Regions from separate parts of the Sus scrofa genome. Here region 1 is linked to region 2. A link is a contact called in public Hi-C data. All regions are on one chromosome and are shown on one strand. The core of a region is the stretch at or near the end of the contact, and the rest is flanking DNA. Distances in the headings are between cores, read along the strand shown. Region 1 has its middle 160 kb from the start of NRIP1. Region 2 has its middle 84 kb from the start of NRIP1.

Region 1 (3,112 bases), core at 539-3,038, 76 kb before region 2:
AGACCTCCAGAAGGGTGCCAGGGCCATCTTTCTGAAATGCAAATCTTGCCTTGACATTCTTCTAGCTAATCACCTTCACTGGCTCCCATGTACCCACAGGAATCAATCCAAAGTTCATAATCAGACATGGAGATCCCTTGCTCCCACCTCAGACCCCAGCTTTATCTCTTCTTCCTACTCCTCTAACCCTTCCCAACCATCCACTAGTAAATTATGTACATCTACCTGTGTTCTCTTTCTGTGCTTTTATGTATGGTGTTCTCAGTGTCCTTGCTTATCAAGTTCCTGGCTAATCTATCTTTCAGTATCTGGTCAAAACTCACCTTCTCTGAGAAGCTCTCCCAGAAACCCTACTTCCTGCAGCCTGGTTGTCTGTGTCTCATTCTGGCTTTCAGTATCTTCTGGCATCTGGGTAGGTGGGGTTTGCTGTCCTCTGCCTCCCTGGACTCTGCTGTGTGAAGATCTTGGGTTCGTTTAACCTTTAAATCCAAGGCACTCAGTGTCAATCAATGTGCCAGGTCCACAGTAGGCACTCATACAAGTTGGCAGGGGTGGGGTGGGAAGATAAAGGGGGAGCAAGAGGAAAAAAAGAAAGAATGGCGGGAAAGAAGGAGAAGAGAAGGAAGCAGAAAAGAAGTTATTGGTTCAGACCATTTTTCTAGGCTCTAGAAGCCAGAAACAACTCTAAAAATCAAGAAATGTTCAACATTAAAAAAAAAAAAAATCTACTAAACATGGAATATATATTTTAAAGAATTAGCTTTTATATTTTGTAACTTCTGCGTAAGTCTTAATAGCAATTATTGTGAATCAATTCCTCTTGAGTGATTACATGATTTAAAAAAACAAATGCAGTAATTTTCTTATTAAAGCCTGCCCTTTGAAATCAAAGAAAGCATAAATATTTCCAAGTTTATTTGACTCCAACATTGAGGTAAAAACCCAATTCAGAAATAACAAAATTCTCATTCTAGAATACTTTGTTTAAATACCAAGTAAAAAGTTAATTATTTTGCAGTTTTTGATGTGTTTTTGGGTCATGAGATAAGTCTACTTTACTTCCTCTTTACCACGGGCTGGAGGCTTTTAACTATTTATGGATTTCACTGATCAGCAAGCTCAGCTAAACTGAACCGCTCCAAGGAGTGCGGAATTTTAATAGAAGCGGGGCTTTCTTTAAACGTGGTTGCCTTTAAAGGGAACTTAAGATATGTTTGAATATCTTTCTTTATAATATGCAAAGATGCAATCATTTGGAGAAACATACAAATAACTTGTCATGCTAATTATAAAACCTAACAGTGCAGTATAAATTCCTAAGTTAAAAAAAGAGAGAGAGAAATCCATGCTGGAGATGGAGAGAGAGGACGTGCACAACACAGAAAACCACCAAACATTGCAATAGATGCTTCCCTTTGCTCTTCATACACACTCCCACTCCTTTCCAAACTACCCAGACTATCAGGGACCTCAACAAAACAAACAAGCACCCTGTGCATGGCAGAGAAGATTGGAGTTTGACTCTAAATATGCAAGTAAAAATAAAAACTTCTTGCATTGATCATTCATGTAGGATAGTCTTGCTTTAGATGTAGCAATATTCTTCACCCTTCTGCAACCTTTTCTCCCTTAAACATTGAGCCTTGCAGCTGGGAAATCTGCCTATCTCTCAGATCAAGAAAGCCTGTCCAAGGCCATCCAGTCCAAGGCCATCCAGTCCAAGGCCATGAGGTACAGAGCAGTGAGTCTGAAGCAAAACTGAGAACCCAGGCACTGCAGTCCCAGTTGGTCAGACCACTAGGCCACATTGCACCATCACAGCAAAGACAAACACCAGGGTTGTTCCAGGGCAGTCTATGTTTGTTTATGAATGTGTTTGCAACCTTTCCGAAGCCTTGTTGTCCTAATTTCTTTTCCTGTTTGCAACTTATGAGCATTTCTCTCTTCTTCACCCCTGATCTAACCTATTTATGTGATCCTTTTTATTCTTTTGTTTGAAATGGATTCTGGGAGCAACTGAAGGAGAAAATGGAATAAAATGACAGCTTCTGGGTTGTCTGGAAGCACATTTATATCAGGGTGTTGGTGCTTATCTTACTGTAGATAATATTAAGGAAATGCATCAGCACCAAAAACTATTTTACAAAAAAAAAAAAAAAAAAAAAAAAAAGCAACCAAAATGTGCTTTGAGCCCAAAACAACTTCAGACTCTCCCCTACATGTTTTGAGTCAAAGAATCTCAAGACAGTGAGGAAGTGATGGAAGTTAGATAATCAATTGATTAGGATCCTTTTAACCCAAATGCAAGGGTGAATTTGCCCAAACTTATGTTGTAAATAGAATCACATTTTCTAAGTGTCTGCTTAAATATACAGGGTGTGTGAAGAATCACATAAGATAGATTCATCAGTCAATATGCTGCTTTAAAACACATGGTCTATTAGACAAAACTGAAAAGCCCAGAAATAAAGTAGGAAAAACAAATGTAACACATCATGATTGCTAATACTTTGATGGAAAGCAGGCTGGTCTAGAGGAGGTCGAGAAGGTAGACCAACTGCTGTTGAACTTCTAATGTGAACCCTAAGCATGGGGAAGATTTCAAGGTTAGAGGCACTGTTTTTTTAAATCTAATTTCATTTAACTTTATTCTTTGATATAGGAATTAATAGGTTTGTCCTAACACTATCATTAAAAGCCATGGTCAGGTCAATATTTGGCTCACAGATGCAATGAATATATAATATTTCTATCAGAAACCAAGAACATATTTTGTAGAGGCAAAATTGTTTTTTCTAGTGTGTAAATTAAATAGCATTTTTTTCCCTCTCTAATTACCTTTGGGTTTTTAATGTCTGTTTCTCTCACTTTCAAAATCTGGGTCTCCAAGACTTGAACACAGCAGTGAGTGAGGAGAGCAGCTGGGTCATCTACCTGGTCACCAGGCTAAACTGGTCCTACAGCCAGCAGTGCCAGACCTCTGAGTCCCTGCCCTTGTGTGTCTGGGATCAGGCAGCTTCAGCTCACAGTGACCTCTTGTGAGGAAACTGGCCGTGAGCCCTGACCCCTGGGTGGGGCGGGAACATTGCAGTCAGGCCCATTGCCTAATCCT
Region 2 (3,376 bases), core at 869-3,368:
GACAATGCCAGATCGTTTACCTCTAGGCCACCAGGGAACTCCACACTTCTGTGCCTTTAAAAACCTACTGTCACCCAGAAACTCCTTTTCATCTTGTCATTCAGAATACAACAAAGCTCTTGTCCCTTCCTTCCATTCTGATCATTAATTTTTCTCTCCTTGGCTGGTTTTATTTTATTCCAACATTTACTTGGACTTCAGGTGGAGAGGTGGGTTCAAATGCATGTTTTGCTCTTTACAGGCTGTGTGGCTTTGGACAGGTGTCTTCACCTCCCTGAGCTTCAGTACTGTTATCTGTAAAATAAATATCTACCACCTGATGTGGCCACGTGGATTAAAAGCTGTGACATCAGTCAAACACCTATTCTTGTGCTTGTTCCTGAGCAAGCACTCAGCAAATAAAATCTCAATCCTAACTCTTACTGCTCTTCCTAGCCCTTAGTGTTTTGTTCATATCTCTGTTAATACTGGCCAGGTGCATTCTTACTGTTTTCTTCTTACGAGCTCTTTAAAGACTAAGAATGGAATGCACCTGACTTTATACTTGTGCCTTTTCCTTTGCATGCAGTGGGGCACAGTAGATAATGGTGAAAACATTTATATATGTAAACATCTGCAAATAAATATATTAATAAATATCTATGAGTTCCCAATGTGGTTCAGCAGTTTAAGAGCCCAACATGGTATCCATAAGGATGTGGGTTCAATCCCTGGCCTGACTCAATGGGTTAATGATCTGGTGTTGCCACAAGTTGTGTTGTAGGTTGCAGATGCAGCTTGGATCCGGTGTTGCTGTGGCTGGGGCATAGGCCCCTGACCTGTGAATTTCCATATGAAATAAATAAATACATAAATAAATATCTGGATCATTGTAGGCTTTTACAAGAAGCTGCCAAAGGAATGAAACCTGGTGAGGATCTTTCAAAGTCTGTTCTAATATAAAGAAAATGTGAGCCAGGAAAATCTCAGCTTAATTTTATGAATCACAAGCAACTTATCTCCTAAACTCTAAGCATTTGGGGCTCTAGTGTATCATTGTGGGCTGTGCTCCTCCCCGAGGTAAAATATTAACCATGCTATCACTGGAAGGAGCAGCTTCCTAACCGACCCACTTGGTAAGGAATCTAAAATCCTGCCTCCTTGGCACTGGGGGCCAGGAGGAAGGGAGAGCCTGAACCACAGGTGCTGGCTCTAGACCAACACAGAGTCAAATCCTGTTTCTCAAAACCCTTACCTAAAGCCTTCTTTCAAATTACATCTTCCAAACTACCTGCCCTCCTGGATTTTATTTTCCATAAAGTAAAGAAGGAAAAAGAACTACACCCATGTAAGGAAAATTGGCATCCAGACATGAGAGGTAGGCTGGACCAGTTGAAAAAGTGCTGAGAGGAAAGGCAAAGAGATGGACTGTGGTCTGGGTTCTAGAATATATTAACTCTGCAACCTAGGCCAAGTTGCTGACATCTCTGAGCAGCAGTTTCCTCATCTGTGAAATGGGGATGCTAATTAAAGTTTTGCCCACCTTCCGGAGATTCTTGCTAGATCAGGTCAAAAAGTGGGAACCACTTGAAAAATGTTTCCCTCCAAGTCCTTCATAAATATTAAAAAAAAAAAAAAAAAAAAAAACAGCTAAAGAGGGATTCTCTATACAGAAATGAATACCACTGGTCTACTCTTATACAGGGAAAGGACTTACTCAGTTCTCAAGGGTAAATCTAGTATGTTTTTGCTCTTTGATCATTAGAGAGAGAATTCTTTGACCTGTCTGGAAATTGTCCTCACAAGGACCTACTTCAAAAGCCCTTAGTCTGATGTGTCTGCTTGGACCACACTTATTCCTTAGAAATAGATTTCTGACCTAGTCTTTCATATGTTCTGCTATCAATTGCTTTTGTATACACACAAATCCTTGAGAAATTAGTTTGGGACTGTTTAAACTTGCATGTGAAACATAAGTGTAAGAATCTGGGAAAATAATCTGTCAGTTGTATGTCATAATCGTCTTAAATAAGCAGTTGGAGGCTTATCTAAAGCTGGCCCCAGCTAAACAAAGAAGGCAGTCAGCGGAGCCTCAGACACTGAACTCTGAACCCTGGCCAGACCTTGCGCCGGGCAGCCTGGTAACAGGAAGGCAGCAAGACACACTTTGAACCAGGGGTTCTAAGGCTGCGGTGGGGTTATGGACAGGGTGACAGCTGCACTTTGCAGCCTGAACTTTGTACCTAGACACCGGGGCATTTAATCTCCATAACAGGCACTTTGTTTCATTACTTATTAACAGCTCCTCCTTGAGTAAAGTTCTTTGTTAATGGAGCTTTAAAATACGATCCCTCTCTCCTTTATCCCGGCCATGGGGGTAGGCGTCTGGGCTGCTTCTCACTGATGGGGCCGGAACATGGGCCGGTCCTTCCAAAGAGAAGCCTTTTCTTCTGTTCAGAACAGGCCCTTGTAGAGGGGCCGCTTTGCAATGACTGCTCCAGAGGCCACACACTGTGGCCCAGTTTATACTCAGAGAAGGTCACCACAGTCCTGGTGCCATTAAATGTCACACCGGGCAATGACTGGTGTCACTTCATCTCTCCTTACTGCACCTCTTCTCGTTTCGCCCTTCTTTTTCCTTCCCCCATTTTTTTCCTCCTTTCCTCATTTCTTTCTGCACATTCAGCTTCTCAGTGGCGCGAGAGTTAAATAATGGTGACCCCTGTCACATACATCATTTCCCCAGCCACTGTAGCCAAGACATGTTTTGTAGCAGCTGGAAGTCCAAGCAATTTAAGTGCACATTCAAGCATCCTTCTTCCCTGGATTTGGAGTTTGGATTAGCAGATGTAAATTAGCATATAGGTGATGGATGAACAATAAGATCCTACTATGTAGCACAGGGAACTATATTCAGTAACCTGTGATAAACCATAATGAAAAGAATATAAAAAGGAATATATATATGTGTGTATATGTTTGTGTATATATGCATTAACTGAGTCACTTTGCTGCACAGCAGAAATTAACACATTATAAATCAACTATATTTCAATACACTTTTTAAGAAACAGGAAAAAAGCATTCTCCTTCCTAAATAAACACATTTCTACTTCACTTCAGCACATCAGTAATTGATATCCATAAGCCCGAAGTGTTAGCTATTTAAAGAGAGGGTCTAGACTCAGGAAAAGGAACATGGGTTATTAGTGAGTTAAGCATTAGTTATCATCCATAAAAGAAATCCTAGTCCTACTGAAGATACTCACACTTCCATGCCCCCAGCCAAAAAATATATAGACACTGTCTCAGTTGCTAAAGTTTGTTCACTATTGATCAGTGAACAGGCTTTGGTGGAGGTACTGACTCCAGGCTATTCATTTAGTCACTAACAAAG

The links. A called contact is a pair of places that touch in the nucleus more often than the background predicts.
Region 1: a Hi-C map of liver shows a contact between it and region 2, with 8 times the contacts expected there. The contact joins two enhancer-like sites. A contact is called at or near these places in 1 of 5 promoter capture datasets (liver), 5 of 47 Hi-C or Micro-C datasets (liver and skeletal muscle) and 1 of 2 datasets of contacts at active chromatin or transcription factors (alveolar macrophages).

Annotation. Positions count from the first base shown.
Region 1 is chr13:180,074,652-180,077,763 of Sscrofa11.1, reverse strand. No RefSeq gene overlaps it. Among named protein-coding and RNA genes, the nearest start is that of NRIP1, 160 kb to the right of the region's middle. Within about 2 kb of position 1,788, at least 11 of the 83 cell types and tissues checked have an H3K27ac peak or open chromatin away from gene starts, as enhancers often do. A contact at or near this core is called in liver, where this site is marked.
Region 2 is chr13:179,998,828-180,002,203 of Sscrofa11.1, reverse strand. No RefSeq gene overlaps it. Among named protein-coding and RNA genes, the nearest start is that of NRIP1, 84 kb to the right of the region's middle. Within about 2 kb of position 2,118, at least 19 of the 83 cell types and tissues checked have an H3K27ac peak or open chromatin away from gene starts, as enhancers often do. A contact at or near this core is called in liver, where this site is marked.